2 separate regions of the Oryctolagus cuniculus genome follow, and region 2 is linked to region 1. The links are chromatin contacts, called in public Hi-C maps. All regions are on one chromosome and are shown on one strand. The core of a region is the stretch at or near the end of the contact, and the rest is flanking DNA. Distances in the headings are between cores, read along the strand shown.

Evidence for each region. Hi-C and Micro-C count contacts between places; a contact is called where the count stands out from the background.
Region 2: a Hi-C map of an unstated tissue shows a contact between it and region 1, with 3 times the contacts expected there. The contact joins two enhancer-like sites. A contact is called at or near these places in 2 of 6 Hi-C or Micro-C datasets (ear pinna and an unstated tissue).

The regions. Positions count from the first base shown.
Region 1 is chr9:65,756,411-65,761,907 of mOryCun1.1, reverse strand. It overlaps ESD (esterase D), which reads left to right. Exons shown (of 10, transcript XM_002720716.5): 9 at 1-73; 10 at 5,024-5,497. The coding sequence ends at 5,104. Among named protein-coding and RNA genes, the nearest start is that of ESD, 21 kb to the left of the region's middle. Within about 2 kb of position 1,312, at least 1 of the 8 cell types and tissues checked has an H3K27ac peak or open chromatin away from gene starts, as enhancers often do.
Region 2 is chr9:66,022,710-66,027,890 of mOryCun1.1, reverse strand. No RefSeq gene overlaps it. Among named protein-coding and RNA genes, the nearest start is that of HTR2A, 120 kb to the right of the region's middle. Within about 2 kb of position 1,615, at least 2 of the 8 cell types and tissues checked have an H3K27ac peak or open chromatin away from gene starts, as enhancers often do.

The DNA.
Region 1 (5,497 bases), core at 63-2,562:
CCAGTTACTCCCTGAGAATTTCATAGCTGCCTGTACAGAAAAGAAAATCCCTGTTGTTTTTAGATTACAAGAGGTAAGTACTAGGAGCTTTTAGCTTGACCACAATATCATAACTATAAGAAAGCAAGATTGCATTGTTCTTTGGCTTTATTTTAGAATATGAAATACTGCCTTCAGTAAGGTAGTTTCCAGTCCTATTAAAATACTTGAAAAGTCCCCATTAAATTATACCTAAGACCAAATTTGATAGAAATAGGAAAGCTTTTGGCAGTGAAAAATACCTACAGCTTTCTCCTCACCCTCATACTGATAAATAACAAGTTTAGTGCTTGAGTGCTACATAGTCTTCAGCGTTCACGGACACACCTCTTCATGCATGCCCCACTGTTGGCAGTGGAATACAAAGATGGGCATCTTAGCCTCCAGAGCGGAGCACTGTTTATCTCACACACAGGCACTTCTTATCTGTTATATGACTTGGCTATTTTTAGTTGAAGACTAATTACTGTATTTCAATTGACTTGAAAGTGTTTCCTGACTAAAACACTTGATTCTCTACCATACACCTTACTCAAAGAAATTTTGCTTTTATTTAAAAAATACAAAATCTAAGATAAAGTCAGGATAAAAAAAGGAACACTGAAAATTATACCTGATCATTATTTTTAAGACTATGATTTTCATTCCTAAGAGTAATGTTAAATGACAGGCACATTAAAATGTAATTTTGATGGTAAATGTTCATATATCAATAAGGCATTGCACTTTGTGGTATATTTCAGTTTACAAAATGTTTGAACAGCACAAACTCACTTCAGCGTTGATACCACTAAATAAGTTTATTCCTTTCTTGTTCATCTGTTTGAGAGGTGAGGGGACAGATCCAGAAAAAACCTCCTGAGCTAAGGTCACAAAGCTAGGTCTGCTGAACCAGGGTTGGAGGCAAGGTCACTTGACTGCAGGTTCTGTCTTCTGTCATCCGCCTAGCTTCTGAGGAGCACAAGGAGCAGATGTGCGTTACCTCCGGCTTGTCTAACCTGTACAGCAGCTCTCAGCAATCTCCTTTCATTATGGTCATATATGGCGTGTGAATTTTTTTAGATTTATATGAACATTTACCATCACAATCAGATTTTAAGTCAAACCAACCTTGAGAAATCTGAATACCAATTTGATGATAAAAACAATACTGTGCTTAACCATATTAATTGTAGCTGTAAGTGATGTAAGAAACCATGTTTATTTCTGAATGACCCGAGGTTCTTGGCATCAGCCACGCTTGGTGCCTCATCTGCTTCCCTTGAGGCCATGCTAAGAATTCTGTTGTTTCTACAAAGTTTCTGCCTGCCAACAAAGTCTGAAAATCCCTGGAGTTCTTTTATAAAAACAGCATAAAATTAGAACACAGATGACATTCTTGTGGGGGGAAAGTAAATCAACTTATTTCTCAAATGTCTGTATCCCAAGCAACTATAATAACATAGTTGGCTGTACTTAATGAGGAGTCAAGACAAAGCCGTCAACTCTCCTTAAAAAAGAAAGTGTGGCGTCACCACAGTCACGGTCCTGAGCCAGGGACAATTTTGTGTTTGCTTTCTTGCCAGCAAGGTCAGTCTGAAGCAAACTGTATTTGAGTTTGTTGTAATCAAGTCAACAGCCAAGTGGACAGGTCTGAGTAGTGGCTCCAGGGAGGCCACATTCAGAGTTCTGGCCAACTCCCATTGACTTCCAGTTGCTTCAGGTCTGAGAGCTTCATTACCAGCCTCACTGGTTAATGATGAGCACTGTGTAACTATTTCTTTGTGAAGTGGAAGCTACAAAACGCAAAGTCATCTGGAAATAGAGAGTATATATACAAGTAACTGACCTAAGAAAATCATTTCAATCATGTACATGATTTGCCCTTCATTCATTTTCTTCTTTATCCTGGTGCTAAATGCTCAGTTTATTTATACTTTATCAACTGTCAAATTGTGTTGAGAAGTGGATATAAGTGCATGGGATTTTTATTTGGTTAGAATTTTAATATACTATGTTTTATTTATTTATATATTATATGTGTATGTTTAAATGTATATAATGTCTTGACTTCAGATACTATAAATTGGAAAAAAAAACCAATAAGTAGCAGAATCCGATATCTAGTGTACAGAGATCAAATCTTAGCCAGAAAAGGAAGTACTTGGGGCTGGCACTGTGGCATAGTGGGTAAGGACTCCGCCTGCAGTGCTGGCATCCCATATGGATGCTGGTTCAAGTCCTGGATGCTTCACTTCTGATCCAGATCTCTGCTGTGGCCTGGGAAAGCAGTGGAGGATGGCCCAGGTCCTTGGGTCCTTGCACCTACATGGGAGACCTGGGGGAAGCTCCTGGCTTTGGATCAGCGCAGTTCTAGCCGTTGTTGCGGCCAGTTGGGGAGTGAAACAGCAGAAGGAGAGGCAGAGAGAGAGAGGTCCTCTTCTCTTTGTAACTCTGACTTTCTAGTAAATATTTAATAATTAAAAAAAAGAAAAGTACTTAAAATCTCAGTGACTGAGGAAAATTCCAGAAAGAACATTCCCTTTTTGGGGACTAGAAAGGGAGGACTGTCATACCTCTTCAAGTCTTAGAAGCTCTTTGAAAACTCCAAGGCTGCTTTGGCCCCTGCATCTACCTCTTAGAGAATTCCAGAAATGCCAGGCCCCCTCACTCATCTCTGTATCCTAGCTTAACACAATTACCTAGCACATAGATTCTCAGTGTGTGTTAAAGAAACAAATGAATACCTTCGAGCATAGCCAGGCTTTTCAAATTGAGTGGGGAAAATGTGGGAACATACTGCCTGTTAGAATAAATGTCCATTGCAGCTACTGCTGCACTGTTTCCTTTTTGCGAGTTGGGCGAAGGGTGACAGAATGCATTCATGTATTTTCAAACTCCAGGAGTCGGAGCTGTGCCACCAAGGATTTCTCCACTTCAAGTGTGAGGCAAAGGACAAAACAAAGGCCCTAATTACACACAGTGGCACCACATGCCTAACATACCCGACCAGCTCAGTGAACGAAGCCACCCCTGTTTAGTGAGATCGATAAACAGAACTTGAAACTAGTCAGGGGTGACACTGGAGCTCCAATTCTGTAACAGCCTGGAGAACTCAAAATTGGCACTTTGGCTTTTCCTGAGCCTTCTCTAACGATGACACCAGCAGCGGCGGAGGCTACCTGTTACCTGCCGGTAGCTGTGCCGGGCATGTCACACAGGTGAAATGGAGAGGAAACCTGGCGCGAGAGCTCTGACTCGGGCTTTTGTCACATACGTTTGAGACATCTGTTTCCTACACCTACATTTTCTATCGGATCCATCTTTTGATGTGCTCAGAATGGCAGTACATTTCCTAGGTATTGTGGCCTAAAAATCAGCCTGTTTAATTCACAGTTCAGGAATTAGAGTGGAAGGCACTTTTCTTTAAATACTTTTGTGTAAGAAACTGCCTTTAGTTCTAAAGTTAATCAGATGGAACTGGTCTGATCACAGGGAGACGTAAATCCAAGTAATTCAAAGTTCAGCCTTCATCTTGCCAACATTCCTGTCCGATTTACTTCCCTGATAGAATTTTAAATTACTTTGACTTCAAGCTAGAACGTTTCATTAACTCCTGAGATACACATTCTATACTTTTCTGGAAGTAACAGATTGAGAACATTCACTGATTCACCAGAACCTTGTGGATTGCCCTTGTTTCCTGAAACCAATGGTTTTTTTAGTCTATTTTTATTTCTTTTGTGCTTATAAAAATTCCTGTTTTCCCCCAGAGACCATTTACTAGTTAAACTTAAAAAAAAATCTTTGCTAGACTTTAACCTATGGCCATTTATTCTACCTTGTATTTGCCCAGTGTAGCTGGGCAGCAAGGCTGTTCTAAAATTGTTTTTTACACCCTTACAAAATCTTTCCCACATTAATTTCTTTTTCCTTTAAGAGCTACCACTCTTTATATATTAGCATGGTGTCAGAAGAGACTGCCTCCTGTTTGCCTACAACACTAGTTGTAATTGACAGGACAGATTGAGATGTTTCAACTCAGTTGCTTGGCACATTGCATTTTCTGTTTCATGGTAGTTTTCAAATGGTTTGATTTTTTTTTTCCCCCAATTTGATATATTCCTAGGGAATGTCCACATGTAATGAATTATTCCTTTCTCCAAGAAAAGATATGAAGTGCTTGTATAGGAGGTAGAATTCTTGTTTTTGTTTTTAAGTGTTTGTTTTCATATACTTGAAAGGCAGAGTGACAGAAACAGACTACCTGTTCACTCCCCAAATGCCTGTAACAGCTAGGGCTGGGAAGGCCGAAGCCAGAAACCCAGAACCTAATATATGTCTCCCATGAGGGGGAGGTAGCCGAGCACCAACTACTTGAGCCATTACCAGCTGCCTTGTAGGGTAGGCATTAGCAGGAAGCTAGAACAGAAGCTGTGTAACCAACACCAGTATGGGTTGGGGTGCTGTGAGCAGCGGCTGAACCCCCAATGACCACCCAGGAAGTGGAATTCTACGGGATTTATAATGGCTGTATTTTACTTCCCAAGCAGGGATAGAACGTTTGATCATTTTTATGTTCTTTCCTTGTACTTTTCATGTTGCTTATGTTGTATTTTAAATCATTACTTATTGATGTTAATGTACTTATTTTGTTAGTTGAAATGTTCATGCTTCTAAGTGTTTTTAAATCTTGATTTTTTTAATCCTTGTTGCATAACCACTTGTCTACTCTGCACATTTAATTACTGTATTTTCTGTCTTATGTTAACGGTAGCATTTAGTAGCTTGGCTATGTAGAATGTTTCCTCCATGCTTTTGTTGCCCTTTTGACGTATAATGAAACCATTTGAGTACAACAAACAACCTTGATTTTGATTGTAAACCTTTCATGAACTAGTATTTTGACTACTTAGAAGCAAATGAAGTGCCAGGAGAGAGAATGCCCCTGGCACTGAACTGTCTGAATGGTAAACAGATGTCTTCTCTCTATTTCATCTTCTAGGGTTATGATCATGGCTACTACTTCATTGCAACCTTTATTGCTGATCACATCAGACATCACGCCAAATACCTGAATGCATGAAAAGCTTCACAGAAGAGAATCACTTCTGGATTATGAAAGTTCTAATAAAGAGAATTGCTGCAAGATTTCAAAACATTGGATTTTATAGTGCTAAAATGGTTTCATTCTACAATTGAATCACCTTCTGAATAAACAAACCTACTTTTGACTTAGTTATTTTAGCATTGTTCACATTGAAAAGTACTACTTTATAGCTTTTTCAGTGTCACTTGGAAAGCCTTGTTGTATTAACCACAAATATTGTCCAGTCACATGCACAGATTTAACTTGAAGTCAAAGAAAAGTAATGTATTTTGTAAATACTAAAATGTATTCCTTTAAGAGATTAATAAATTTGGGGGCTGGCATTATGGCATAGCAGGTTAAGCCACTGCCTGCAGCACCTGCATCCCA
Region 2 (5,181 bases), core at 366-2,865, 270 kb before region 1:
TCCCCAGTGATGCTCAGGGGAGATCCCAGGGCAAGTGCAGCTTGACCACGAGGAACAAGTCCTGAACGGAGCAGATGCTGAGAACGACCAAGGTGATTAAACTTACAGGGTGGAGAAGATTTTCAGATTTCTATCAGAATCATGGGGGTGAATCATGATATCTAAGTATTAAATCAAAATATCTATTTTCTTAGATTTTAATAAGTTTATCTAGGGCTTCATTGTGAGGGAGAAAAAGCATCACAGTCATGGTAATTGCTCTGTATTCAGTTTTTCTATCAAACTAAAAATAACATGGGAAAATGGGAAAGCTTATGCCACGTGTTCGTGGGTTAGAAAAGATGATTACATTTTCATTCACACAGGGTATGTAAGCAGATAAACAATCAATAGTTTAAAAAAGATGAATTTATTTGAAGGGCAGAGTGGTAGAGAAAGATGGAGAAAAACACAGATAGCTCATCTGCTGGTTTACTCCTAAATGGTTCACTCTGTCAGCAACCACTCCTGGGCCAGACTGAAACCAAGAGCCAAAAACTCCTTCTTCGTCTCCCATGTGGGAAGTGGGGGTCCCAGTACTGGGCCATTGTCTACTCCCTCTGCAGATGCAGTAGTAGGAAGTTGGATTAGAATCGGAACAGCCAGGACTAAAACTGGCCCTCCAATAGGAGAGGCAGCGTTGCCGACTGCGGCTTACCCCACTGCACCGTGGCACCAGCCCCAGAAGTCAGCACTTTCTTCAAAGTCAATTATTTATCAATATGGATATAATTACCCAAGGCAGCAGCTAACCTGGTTGAAAGTGGTTACACTGGCGAAGAGAGAATGGAGAGAGAAGGGAACCAGAGACTTCTGCTGCTCACAACTGACCTTGTCAAACCATTGACTTTGTAAAATTGATGGGTATGAACTACTTTGATATAAAAGTTAAAAAGACTTTAAATGATTTATTTAAACATTCTTCTTTTCCGTATTTTAAAAACACTGATGGTTTGTCAAGTCTTTTGTTTGACCTGCAGGATCACATTTTTAAAAATTCAGATGTGATCCTCACTTTCTTTTCCTCCCTGCAGGTTATGGGGCTGAAACAGAATGAGGTAAGCCATTGCTATTCAGGAGAAAATGCCCCATGAATTCTTTCTACCCCCATCTACTCCAGGCTTTGTGGACCTCTGTACTTAGCCATGGTTCTAAGGCTCTAATGCTTTGTAAGTGCTTCTCCCTACGTCCAACACTTTCTGGTAGGCCATGAATTGCTTCAAGACAGAGAACACATCTTATTCATCTCTGTACGTCCAGTGCCTGGCCCCAAGCCCAGAAAAAAAAATAATTAATCAACAAAAGATCATTATGTTAAGGAGGGAGAAGAAGAAAAAAAGGGGAATGGGAGAGGAGAGGCAGAGACAAAGATGATAAGGAGTAAGAAAGGGTTATTTATGAGCAATTGTCTGGATTTTGGATATGACTCATAGGAAAAGAAGATGTCTGGCATGTTTCATAATTTAGCAGTCCAGGAGAGGAACGGAAGCTGTGAAAGAACGCACAAGGACAGCCAGGGAGTTAGAAACATACAGGAAACGTGGCATGCGAGAACAGCCAGCTAGAAAGTGCTTCAAGCAGCAGCTCATCGTCTACACCATCAGTGCTGAGAAACCGGGTTGGATGAGGACAATCGCCCACACAGCTTGGCATGCCGAGCGCGCTGGTGCCCTTGACAACAGCAACTTCTTGGGCAAGGTTGAAGGACAAGCCGCCATGGGCTGATGTGTGGGAAGGTACTGGCTGGGGGAGAGTCAACCCTGCAAGGGAGTTGACAATGAGAGAGGACTGGTGGCTTCACTGCATGCTGTCGCTGAAGTGTCACGAAGGCAGAGTTGTGCGCTGAGAGGGAGGATCCAGCAGAGGGAGCAGTTGATGATGGAATAGGAAGGAGGCACCCTCTGAGAAGACAAGGCTGTGAGGAGCGAGCTGGCCCAGCAGTGAGCACGCACGTTTTCCTGTGCGGTGAAGGAGGTATCCCGTGAACAAGAAGGCGGGTTGGTAAGAGGACCGTGTTTGAGGGCAAAATAGTTCCCACCTACTGAACTTTGATGAAATGTGTGGTATTCAGAGAGGGTGAAAAGAGAAATGGTCGTTTCACATGGAGTAAAATTGAGCGTCACAAATCGGGTGAGGGCAGGCAGATTCCATATAGTTTTTCAGAATAAGATATATCCGCCCCCCTACAAATCTAACTACAATGCAAAGTTGTGGATCGCAATTCTAGAGAATATTAGATGTTATAAGTCTGCAAAAGAGGAAATAGAAATTCAGTTTTAGAACAGAACTAAAACCCAAGCAATCGTCCCAATATTTTGAGCCTTAATATTTTGAGCTCAAGGCAATAGCTCGAAGCACATACATGCATGCTGCTTCACCAAAAACCTAACAGTCATTCAAACTGCCGAAGTAGTACATGCCAAGTGTGCGAAGTGTCTGTACGCCTGGTTTTAATCCCCATAACTCTACAAAGTACTTATTTGATTTCTAAAAATGAGAACGTGAATTCTCTAAAAGGTTACCTCAATGTAAGTCTCGCAGCTACCAAATAGCTGGAAATTTTTTAAATTAAGTCTGATTTCCAAGTCCATTTCTTTTTACGACACTAGTTCAAAGACTTTATGACACTATATTCAGAGACTTTCATGGCTTCATGAAAACCTGTAATTTAAGAAACACTCCAAATATAGAATTCATCCATTTTAAACTCCATTTTTCAGCTTATTCTTAAGTAGCTATGCATGTCTCATGTAACGGTGATACAAACTGAATTCATCCTCCTTTTAAAGGTATATATTACGGGCTGGTACTGTGGTGTAGAAGGATAAACCTCCATCTGCAGCAACAGTAGCCCTTATGGATGCTGGTTTGTGTCCTGGCTTCTCTTCCTATCCAGCTGTCTGCTATGGGCTGGGAAAACAGTGGAGCATGGCCCCCAAGCACCCACTTGGGAGACCCAGAAAAATCTAGCTTCAGATCAGCTCAGTCCCAGCCATTTTGGCCATTTGGGGAGTGAACCAGTGGATAGAAGACCTTTCTGTGTCTCTCCCTCTCTTTCTGTAACTCTACCTCCAAAATAAGTAAAGTCTTTTATGAAATACATATTAATAAATGCTGCTCAGGTGTATCTGCTAGGAGCAGTGAGAGGTCATGGGGAAAAAGAACTAGAATCAGTATCTAACAGGAAATAGCCTAAGAGCAGCAGATTTCATTGGGGGGTTCAGACGCTCAATATGCCCTTCAACTGATGAATGGATAAAGAAAACGTGGTACATAGACACAGTGACATAATATTCAGCCACGAAAATAATTAAGTCCTGTCATTTGCAGCAAGAGAGGCACCTGGGGATGATAACACTAAGTAAAATGAACCAGACACAGAAGGATAAATACTACCTGATTTCACTCTCATCTGGAATCTCAACAAAATAAAAACATTTAACTAATGAGAAGAGTGGTTACCAGAGGGTAGCAAAGGCTAATGGATACAAAGTCACAGGCAGGAGAGATAGGTTCTGATGTTTTGTAACAGTAGGGTGATGATAATTAACAATATTGATCACATCATTCAAAACATCTAGCAGAAAGGAGTTTCAGGGTTCTTGTCACAAATAAATGGTGACTTATCTGTTACTCTTTCACCTGGATATTTTTAATCAGTGTATAAATGTCCAAAACATCACATCATACCTCATAAAGGTGTGCAATTATATTTATTTTTCTTAATTTGAAAATGTGAGTTGTTGCCTCTGGATGATAGGCTCAGGACAGTTTGTTGTTTATACTTTTTGTCCTTAATACACACACTGCAATTGACACAATCAATCCTGCTAATACACCTGGGAAGGCAGCAGCAGATGGCCCAAGTACTTGGGCCCCAGGCAGTCATGCGGGAGACCAGGATGGCGTTTGCAGGCTCCTGGCTTTAGCCTGGCCCAGACCTGGCTGTTGAGGCTTTTTAGGGGATGAATCAGTAGATTGAAGATCTCTCCCTCTCTGTTACTCTGCCTTTAAAATCAGTAAATCTTTCAAAAAACTAGAAGACAGTATTTCTTTATGGTAAAAGTATCCAAATCCTAAGTTCTAGACAAGATGGATATATTTACCCTGATTTGATGTTACAAAATACTCATGTATCAAAACATCACATAGAACCACAAAAGTGTACCATTTTTATTCATCTATTAAATTTTTATAAATAAATTAGATGTCCTACAAATCTATCCCCTAGAAACAATGGCATACTGGTGCCAGAATAGGTTAATATAAATCAATAGCACAGAGACTAGAGACAGATATCAGGTCCAAATGCAAATTCAGTTCAAGCAAAAAGTGAGAATAAATCAAGTGAAATACTACAGTGAAAACTGGTTACAAGTTATCCATTTGGAAGTATGAAATTAGATACTGCCTGATGTCATGATTATGAGAGAACTGAAATTTTTTGGTCAAAAATTTTTTTTACATACCTCCATGCAAGGTGTCTTCATAAAGTTCATGGAATTATTAGGTTGTCTAACAAGAATGCATGGATTTTAAATGTAGTATACACACACTATGGAATACACAGCTGTAAAAAAGAATGAATAGATACAACTGGAAACCATTATGCTTGGTGAAATAAGCCAGTGTCAAAAAGACAAATATCACATGTGTTCCCCGATTTGTGGTATTAGAGTACAAAAAAAAAAAAAAGTGCATGAGCAAAATTGACATTTTGAGACTTGAGTATCATTTACAGCCCTTATCTGTACTGTTGAACAGTGTTTTTTACTTCCTACTGTTTGTTGAATTATTTAGTAGAGTGTTGAGCTTATGATTATAAAATAAACTCTGGGAACAACATCCCCAGTGTGTCACTGTAAAAATAAAAAAAGGAGGAGAGAAGGTGGGAGTGTTGGCAAGAGGGAGGGTAGGGTGGAGAGTATCACTATGTTCCTAAGTCTGTTGTATATGAAATACATGAAATTTATTCATCTCATATAGATTTGGGAAATATAGTATACACAGATTTCAAAACCTTCACACCAATATCTTAATTCCATTTTCTATGAACTTCATAAAGTATTTTCATATAAAATTTCAGACATGAAAAGAGTTGAATGTTTTTAATAAAAAGATTTTTTTAATCATATGAAGAAT